3 separate regions of the Mus musculus genome follow, and regions 1 and 2 are each linked to region 3. Evidence: chromatin contacts called from public HiChIP or PLAC-seq and capture Hi-C data. All regions are on one chromosome and are shown on one strand. Each heading gives the region's core, a stretch centred on a gene start, on an enhancer-like site or on the middle of the called end of the contact. The rest is flanking DNA. Distances are from core to core; before and after follow the strand shown.

Evidence for each region. HiChIP or PLAC-seq counts read pairs in DNA pulled down with a chosen protein or histone mark. Capture Hi-C pulls out chosen DNA fragments and counts their contacts.
Region 1: a contact with region 3 is called in an H3K27ac HiChIP or PLAC-seq map of embryonic stem cells, with 13 read pairs. The contact joins two enhancer-like sites. A contact is called at or near these places in 1 of 484 Hi-C or Micro-C datasets (CD4 T cells), 2 of 115 datasets of contacts at active chromatin or transcription factors (both in embryonic stem cells) and 2 of 9 other capture datasets (liver and pancreatic islet).
Region 2: a capture Hi-C map of embryonic stem cells shows a contact between it and region 3, with 2.7 times the contacts expected there. The contact joins two enhancer-like sites. A contact is called at or near these places in 2 of 484 Hi-C or Micro-C datasets (CD4 T cells and embryonic stem cells), 3 of 115 datasets of contacts at active chromatin or transcription factors (bone marrow-derived macrophages and embryonic stem cells) and 1 of 9 other capture datasets (embryonic stem cells).

The regions. Positions count from the first base shown.
Region 1 is chr3:144,599,156-144,601,881 of GRCm38.p6, reverse strand. No RefSeq gene overlaps it. Among named protein-coding and RNA genes, the nearest start is that of Selenof, 30 kb to the right of the region's middle. Within about 2 kb of position 1,436, at least 13 of the 459 cell types and tissues checked have an H3K27ac peak or open chromatin away from gene starts, as enhancers often do. A contact at or near this core is called in embryonic stem cells, where this site is marked.
Region 2 is chr3:144,615,543-144,618,242 of GRCm38.p6, reverse strand. No RefSeq gene overlaps it. Among named protein-coding and RNA genes, the nearest start is that of Selenof, 46 kb to the right of the region's middle. Within about 2 kb of position 1,387, at least 69 of the 459 cell types and tissues checked have an H3K27ac peak or open chromatin away from gene starts, as enhancers often do. A contact at or near this core is called in embryonic stem cells, where this site is marked.
Region 3 is chr3:144,410,130-144,412,829 of GRCm38.p6, reverse strand. No RefSeq gene overlaps it. Among named protein-coding and RNA genes, the nearest start is that of Gm34434, 29 kb to the right of the region's middle. Within about 2 kb of position 1,384, at least 68 of the 459 cell types and tissues checked have an H3K27ac peak or open chromatin away from gene starts, as enhancers often do. A contact at or near this core is called in embryonic stem cells, where this site is marked.

The DNA.
Region 1 (2,726 bases), core at 187-2,686, 190 kb before region 3:
AATCCCTCCAGTAATTGGCTATAGCCAACTTTATTTAACCAATAATTTTAGATCAAGGAACAAGGTTTGCACAACAAAATCTTGTAAATGTGAGAATTCACTTATTAGCCTTTGGGTAGAGAATTTAGCATTGCAATCCATAGCGACAGACCAAACCTCAACAGTGTTTCTTCACAGCAATGGAAACCCTAACTAAGATGCTGCTGCAACAGAAACTTGGCTGTAGAGGGTTTGGCTAGGGATTCAAGTCATTGTTTATAAGCTCACATTGGGCAGGGAGAGGCAGGAAAGCCCTTCAGTCTGGGCTGTAGCCATTTTGGAGATGCTCAAGCCAGGAAGAAAGGGACCAGAATGCAGTGCGGCCAGAAGAGATCTCAGATGTGGGATGGTAAAGAAAGGGGTTCATGATTTAGATCAGACATGACCTGGGATCCTGGGTCGGAACACTGGCTGGGTGGTAGATGAGACGACTGGTGCACGCTTGTAACCAGCACCCAAGAGGCTGAGAGATTCCAAGTTCTAGGTCAGCCTGGGCTACAGATCTTCTATGGAGATCTAGATTTGAGATTCATGTTGGTGAGATGTCAAATGTCTGGAGTGACTCAGGAGGCAGTTGCAGAAAGATCAGTTGACCCCAGAAATTCAAAACCCGCCTGAACAACAAAGGGAGACCCTATCAAAAGAGCAGAGGGCCCAAGGAAGAGGGGGAACAGGCGAAATTCCCTGTTTCACAAGCTAGTAAGTATTCCAAGGGTTGCGCTTATACAAATGAACCCTGGAAACTCAATTTAACATTGATGCTTAGGTTTGTTTTCCTGCAAAGGAAACTGAGTAGTTTTAAAAAGCAAATTGGAAAAAGGATGTGCAGGACATTTGAGGATCTTAACTGAAGAGATTACCTTCCAGGCTTCTGTGATCAATGATTGAGCTTCAGTGATCAATGACTGAGCGGCAGTGATGATACCCGCTGCCTGTCCATGACCCTTATACTGAACTTGCTTTGTCATTGCCTTACTTAAGGCTTCTTGTTTTGAGAACTGGAATACAGCTAAATTGTTACCATGGCACGCACCGTCACCTTTGCCTCCTCTCCAAGGTCATTTCCCATCACTTTTCTTTCTGGGCTGTCAGACATGGTGACCGTCTTTAGGGTATGGGAAAGGCTAGACTTGGGCTGAGGAGACTGCTCAGTTGTTAAAGCACTGGCAAGCACAGGGGCCTGAGCTGGATGCCAAGTAACCTTAAAAACCAAACCAAACCAAACACCAGAAAAAAAACCCCAAAACCAAACCCAGCCAAACAAACAAAAACAGAAACAAAAAAATAAAAACCCAAACAACCCAAAAATCCTGGATGTGGTGGTGGTGTGGTTGCAAGCCCAGTGAGGGGCTACACAGGCCAGTCAGTTCACAGCAAGTGAGGCTCTGTTTCTATAAACAAAAGGTTAGGGACAAAAGGTGGGGTGGGGAAAGGTGACCTCTGGTCTGTACCAGCATCCACTTATGCACATGCATGCACACACACACACACACACACACACACACACACACACACACACTCACACTCACACTCTTACTCCCAGGTCAGAGGGGTTGTTTGTTTGTGCTGACCAGAGGGTATTTTCCATTTACTTTTTCTTGACAGCTTTTGTTTATTCTTTTAGGCTTCAGTTTGCCACCTTCTCAAAGATCCCCAGCCATATCTGTCTCCTTTGTACTTTTCTTCTATTAACTTTATTATTTTAACCGTAATTGTGTGCTTTGATTTGGGCTGTTTACAGGTTGCCTCTGAGCAGAGAGTGAATGCAATCCGTGCAGTCTCACGACTGAAGCTGGGGTCAAGGAAAAGAACAGAGTGCAGAAAAGGGGACCGCAAGATGTAAAGAAAGCCATCTTTACATCTTTACCATAGAGTGGGAAGGAAGGTCTTAACTCAACCATGGGTCCTGGTGCTGTGACCATACAATAAGGAGTATTTCCTTCAAGAAATGCCTGGAAGCTAGGCAAGTCTTAGAACTTGGAAGGTGAGGCAGGCGGATCTCTGAGTTCAAGGCCAGCCTGGCCTGGAGTGAGATTCCGAACAGCCAGGGCTACACTGAGAAACCCAGACTTGAAACAGACCCCCCACCTCCCCCACCTCAGGACATGCAGGAATTGCTGCCTTTCCAGCCGGGAATGCAAAATGGAAACAAGCCACACTGGGAATGCTAACACTTCCTCAACAAGTCAACATCAGGCCAGGAGGCTGGAGTTACATTTTGATGTTAGGGGACTTGCCTAGCATATGCAAAGCCCTGGGTTATAGCCTCAAGCAGTAATAGAGACAAACACATTTCTACTCTCATACTTACGTAAGAAAAATAAAACCCGTCACGCTCAGAACCTAACAGTATATGGTGGAGCACATACAGATTCTATCTGGTTATAAAGACACAAGACTGTTCTTGCACAGATGAACCCTGATGGGACACTGGAGTGGTGTGTGGATGGTGGAGCAGGCATGGGGAATGACTGGTAATGGGACAGGATTTCCTTCTGGAGTGTTGAAATGCAGACAATCCACCCATGGTTGTGCAGTTCTGAACATGTTAAGAGGTCACAGGATTGTGCACTGTAATGGGTGCACTTTATTAAGGGAGTTCCATTTCAGTGAAACTGCCTAGAAGCCCAGCTGACTCCCGTGTTCTGCAGTGTCAGTGAGAAGCGCCTCAGGCCTCACATCTATCA
Region 2 (2,700 bases), core at 138-2,637, 210 kb before region 3:
CCCTGGCACGTGGTAGTCCTGCACTGTATTATAAAAACCAAGCTGATGGGGCCAGGAGATGACTCAGTGGTCAAGAGCACCGGCTGTTCTTCCAGATGACCCAAGTTCAATTCCAGGCACCCACACAGTGGCTCACAACCATGTGTAGCTCCAGTTCCAGGGGACTGACAACTTCCTCTGACCTCCTAGGGTGCCATTCACAGACATACACACAGACAATCACATCAAAGTGATCCAAAGCCATACCACAGGAAACAGCGTGGGTCACCAGAGTCAGTGCCGTGAAATGACTGGTTAACGTGTTAACGTGTTAGCTGATAATGCATAAGCTGACTAGCCAGCATCAGACGGACTGAAGGCACTCTACAGCTCTGGCTGGAACTGCTTACAATGTCAGCATCTATCCCGAAGTCTAAAATAGAAGCAGAAGTCAGGAATGTTCCAAATGAGGAAGACGTTGAGACTCATGGGAAGCAGAAAAAATGTGTGATCCTGGCTTGAATCCTCTGCTTATAAAAAGCTGCCGATTCCACCGGAAAATCTTAAGTGGACTTGGCTGGAAGAAGGATGTAGGGCAATTCTTTGTAACTATTCTTGTAACTTTTCCACAGGAAACTATTTGAAAAAAAATTAAGTAGTATGATTGCTGTGGCAATACAGCTTATTTGAGCTACTGGTGTGGCTGAGAGAATAACAGGGTGCTGTTGGGTGGGAGATGGGTTGGGGATAACAAACAGGTGGCTCTGAGCAAGAAAGCGTGTTTGTCAGAGGGAAGGAGGATTCATGGTTTGAGCTTCCCTCGTTTGAGCTGTGAGTTTCTTCTTCCCAGCCATGTTGGCCCAAGCACCTTACCTCGAAACTCTCTGTTGCCCTCCCTGCTAGCACTGTCTGTCTACCAGATGCCCCCTGAAAGCACTGTCTACCAGAGGATCCTGAAGATACTGGGAAGCCGAAAGAAGGCTCCTTCAGACACTTAGGAGATATCAGTGCAGTGACATCATATGGCCAGCAGATGGCAGCAGGCAATTCTGGGAAAGAAGAGCCTACTGGAGCAGGGAGGGAGGGCTGGTGAGGCCAGGGCCTGGCTGGCTCCAGCTGTTGGCTCTCTGTGAATTACAGCCTCCTGCCAGGCAACAGAGCCTCCTACAACCCAACCTTGCTCTCTGGAAATAATGGGGGAAAGAGAAGGAGGGCTGAGAGAAAAGTCTTCATTGTGTTTTTGAAGAAAGATGCTTTTATTTCTTCCAATAATGCAGGAGAGAAAAGGAGAAGCCATCATTTCGCAGAACTTGAATGAAATGCCTCAGAGTCCTGGGAGTTAATAGAAAGAGTTGGATTCACTGGTGAGAGGGCGGGACACACCCTCAGTACTCAGGACAAAGGAAGAATACAGACTCAGTTCACTTGTAGTGTGGAGGCAGGGGCTTGAGAATCAGATGAGCCAATCTGTGCATTACAGGGTGTGGTTAAGTATTCGAAAAATCGCTGCAATTGTTGCTACTTATTGGACACTTATTGAGGGCCAGCAAATAACACCCGGCACCAACCCAAGTGTTCGGTGTGTGCTCTATCATGAAATCTCTTCCAGAGTTATGTGTGTGTATGTATTTTGCATATTTCACATTTAAAATTTCAGGCTTAGAGATTGTAACTCATTAATATAAGTTTGTGAGGGTGTTTTACTGTGTGCCTACTGGGGACATACTGACAAGACCAGGGTTGAGGACAAACATGATCCTTCTCTTTTTGTAACTTACTGTCTAGCTGTGAATCCTAGGGTTGAGAACAGAGCCAGGACTTGATTTCAGGTTGGTCAGATACAAACGACTTCTGCTGCCGTTCTAATAACAATAATCGCAATAAAGCTGCACCATTGCTTGCTGTTTAGCACCCCGCTTCCTCCGAGCAGGCCTTTATTAAACCTCTCATTTGTAAAGTAGAAGTTAAAAACACCTAGTTTATAGTTGTCTGGAGAATAAATAAGATAATTCTAATTAAATGCTTACTGTAGTCTGGCATCAAAACTCATCAATAACAGGTCATTGTCATTACTAGGACTGCCTTGGGGTCTGAGATCACACACACACACACAAGTCTCATTAACACATCCTGAGAACTGTCCAAGATTAGACTGTGTCCAGCCTTGAGGTGGAGGAGAGGTTTCATCCCGGAGATGCTAGTTGCTGTTGTTGTTGTTTTGCCTTTGGGAGGGTCACTCCATCATTCTCTCTCCATGTGTCCTGGATGTGGCTGGCCCCAACCCCACCAGGGCTAGACAGATAACTCAGAGCAAGCCGTGTGGGATAATTCCTCCTCCCTGTTGATCATCAATCGAAGGATGAGTATCTCATCCAAATAGCCAATGAGAGTCACTTCAAGGGCTTTTCAAAGAGTTACCAGAAAAGAAATGATCTTTCAACTGAGGCTATTTGCAGGAAGGAATATCAGAACTGAAAGAAGCTGAGAGCAAGGTCACCCGGGAGAAAGACTGTATGTAGTCAATGGATGGCTTGAGAATCCTGATGACATCATCCGAGCCCTGGAGCCAGGGGCTGGCAAGCTTTTACTGGAAAAGGCAGGATCATAAATATATCAGATCATTCCTGCGAGGACCCAACGCATTATGGCTTGAGAGCGGCCTTAGACACTGTGTAAAGAAGTTACGTGGCTTCGTGCCACTAAAACTATTTACAGGAGCAC
Region 3 (2,700 bases), core at 135-2,634:
CAGGGACTTTGCTCCTTCCTTTCAAATCTGCACGCGTCTCTACCCTTTCTCTCTCAAACACCAGCCCACTCCTGACGACTACATCTAGGTTGTTCCCCCCACCCCCTTGGGATAGAATGAGGTGAGGAAACTCTTTGCTTTAGAGCATAGCCTAAACCACAAGCCACATCAGTTAGCATTTTGTCTAAGCTCCGCCCCACAGTTACCTGGCAACAGCCAGGTATGCCTGACTCAGTAGCCCCCTCCTCTCTCCTCTTTTCTTGCCTTCTTGCTCCCCCACTCTGTCCCCTCTCTCCCCTTGTGCTCCTGGCCGGCCTCTTTCTTCCTCCCCTCCCCTCCCCTCCCCTCCCCTCCCCTCCCCTCCCCTCCCCTCCCCTCCCCTCCCCTCCCCTCCCCTCCCCTCCCCTCCCCTCCCCTCTCCTCTCCAGTGAGTGCAAGATGCTATCTTCCCCTCGTGCAGAGAGAGAGAGAGAGAGAGAGAGAGAGAGAGAGAGAGAGAGAGAGAGGGAGAGAGAGAGAGAGAGAGAGAGAGAGAGAGGGAGAGAGGGAGATCCATACTGGGAAAAGTAGGGTCTACCCTCGGTGAACCCACAACTGCAGGCATGGAACCTCAGCGTGTCCCAGTGTGTCCCACTCTGTTTAAGCCCGCTCAGTCCGACTCAGGCAGATGCCCTCACCTTTTGTAGCACGGTACTTGACAGTTTCACCTTTCCGTGAACATTTATCTGGTAAGGAATCACTGCATGTTCCGAGCAGTTAAGTTTATCCAACATGCAAATCTCTTAAAACCCATGCCCTTAAATATTTGTGGTCCTGTGGGATGTGACCAGCATCAGGGATGGCAGACTTGAAGGCACTCTGGGTCAGTCTGCTTTCTTTAAGTCTTCTCCAAACACTAGGTTTGGCAAATGAGTCTTGTGTCTTGCCAACCCACCACCACCCCACCCTGTGCCTGCAATTTGTAAACCTCTGTGTATTTTCAGGGAAATGTAGTCCATATGTTTCTGATTGATTTACACTTAACTCATCTAAACGTTGCTTTGCTAGTGTTATTTGATGTCCAAAGGGCCTTAGAGTCTGTTTACATCTGTCTAAGCTGCTTCCCCCCCACCCCCACCTCTGAGGCTCAGGAAGATCTGTTTTGCCAAGAATAAACTAAATTGAACCACCCTACTGGCCCTCCCGTCTATGCCCCCCCCCCAAGTTGGAATAGACTCAGGTTGAATCTGAAATAAAGATCTAAAGAAGCTGTGTTTGAAGTTGACCAAACACTACTGCATACTTCTCTAAGAGGAATTGGAGCCCTAGGCATCCCTGCTGGGAGCTGCACCATTGTTGACACCAGCTCCCAGGGGGTAGCTTTCTTTTCCAACCCTTTCCCTCTCAGCCCTGTTCTCCGCTGCAACTGGCCAGCGACCTGCCTCCATTGTCTCTTCCCATAGGATCCTGTCACTCAGAAGAATGGAATAGATTTTCTACAGTGAACAAAGAGATCCAATTCTCCGATTCTCCTGCCAGATTGGTGATAACATCTTGTCAAGCAAGACTGTGGTTTTCAAACAAAACAAAAGCAGCCTTCAGTGAGTGCTCTACACCACTGAGCCCTAATTTTAGGTAGTTTGCATTTGCCTTGCAAATGAGCCCCCAAATTACTAAACCACAACCATTTAGAGCCGTCCTGCCCGGTGCTGGAAGGATTGGGTAGCATGGGAGGAGTGACTCAGTGCCCCCCCCCCCAGTGGAAGTGGGTAGTTAGACTGCTTACATTCAGAAGGTGCCTGTAGCTCTGAAAACAGAACTGGACTGGGGACGGACACACTGCATCTTGGGCGTGCACCCTGGAGGGGAAAGTACTTAGTTGGGGTTAGGGCAAGCACAAGTCAACCTTGGATGTAATTGAGACAAAGAATGGAGTGATTTGACATTGACTTCTTGATGTGTAGGTTCATCTCGGATGTTAATTTTACATGTCCATTGCTTTCTAGACCCCCGAAAGGTATCAGGAAACGTGTCCTCAGCAGAGGGAACGTTGACGCATCCATGCGGAAGGAATGGTTCCTGGTGCATCACAGCCAGGGCTTAAAGATCTGTTTCTATATTTAATTACTTTTTATTTGCATTAAATTTAAAAATGCTTTTTATTTATTCATCGTGTGTGTGTGTCTGTGTGTGTGTGTGTCTGTGTGTGTGTGTGTGCTCCATGGCATGCCTATGGAGGTCAGAGGTCAAATTTCAGAAAGTGGGTCTCTCCACCATGCTGGTCCCAGGAATTGAACCAGAGACATCAAGCTTGGTGGCAAATACCATTACACAATGAGCCATCTTGCTAGCCACAGATAAATTCTGTATCTGTCAGTATCAGTTGTTCAGTTTTGATTATTCTGCCCTCCAGTAACCCAGAGAAGTCAGAGACTTGAAGCAGGCATTGGACCACCCAGGGCAATGAATGTGACATGAGGCTAGGAGGCCCCATCTCTGCTCTGTGGATGAGACCTCAGGGGTCCTCAACTGTATGTGGAAACAGCACGTTCTCAGGTCGGCTTCTCAGTATGTATGTAGTTATTTGAGCCTTTGGGGGAGAGCCAGGTTGTGAAGCCTGGGAACACGGGATACTTGCTAGAGCTCACTGTGGCCCGTGAGGACACTTGCAACACTCATGTAGGTTGTGCACATGGGTGATCTGACACAAGACACCCTCAG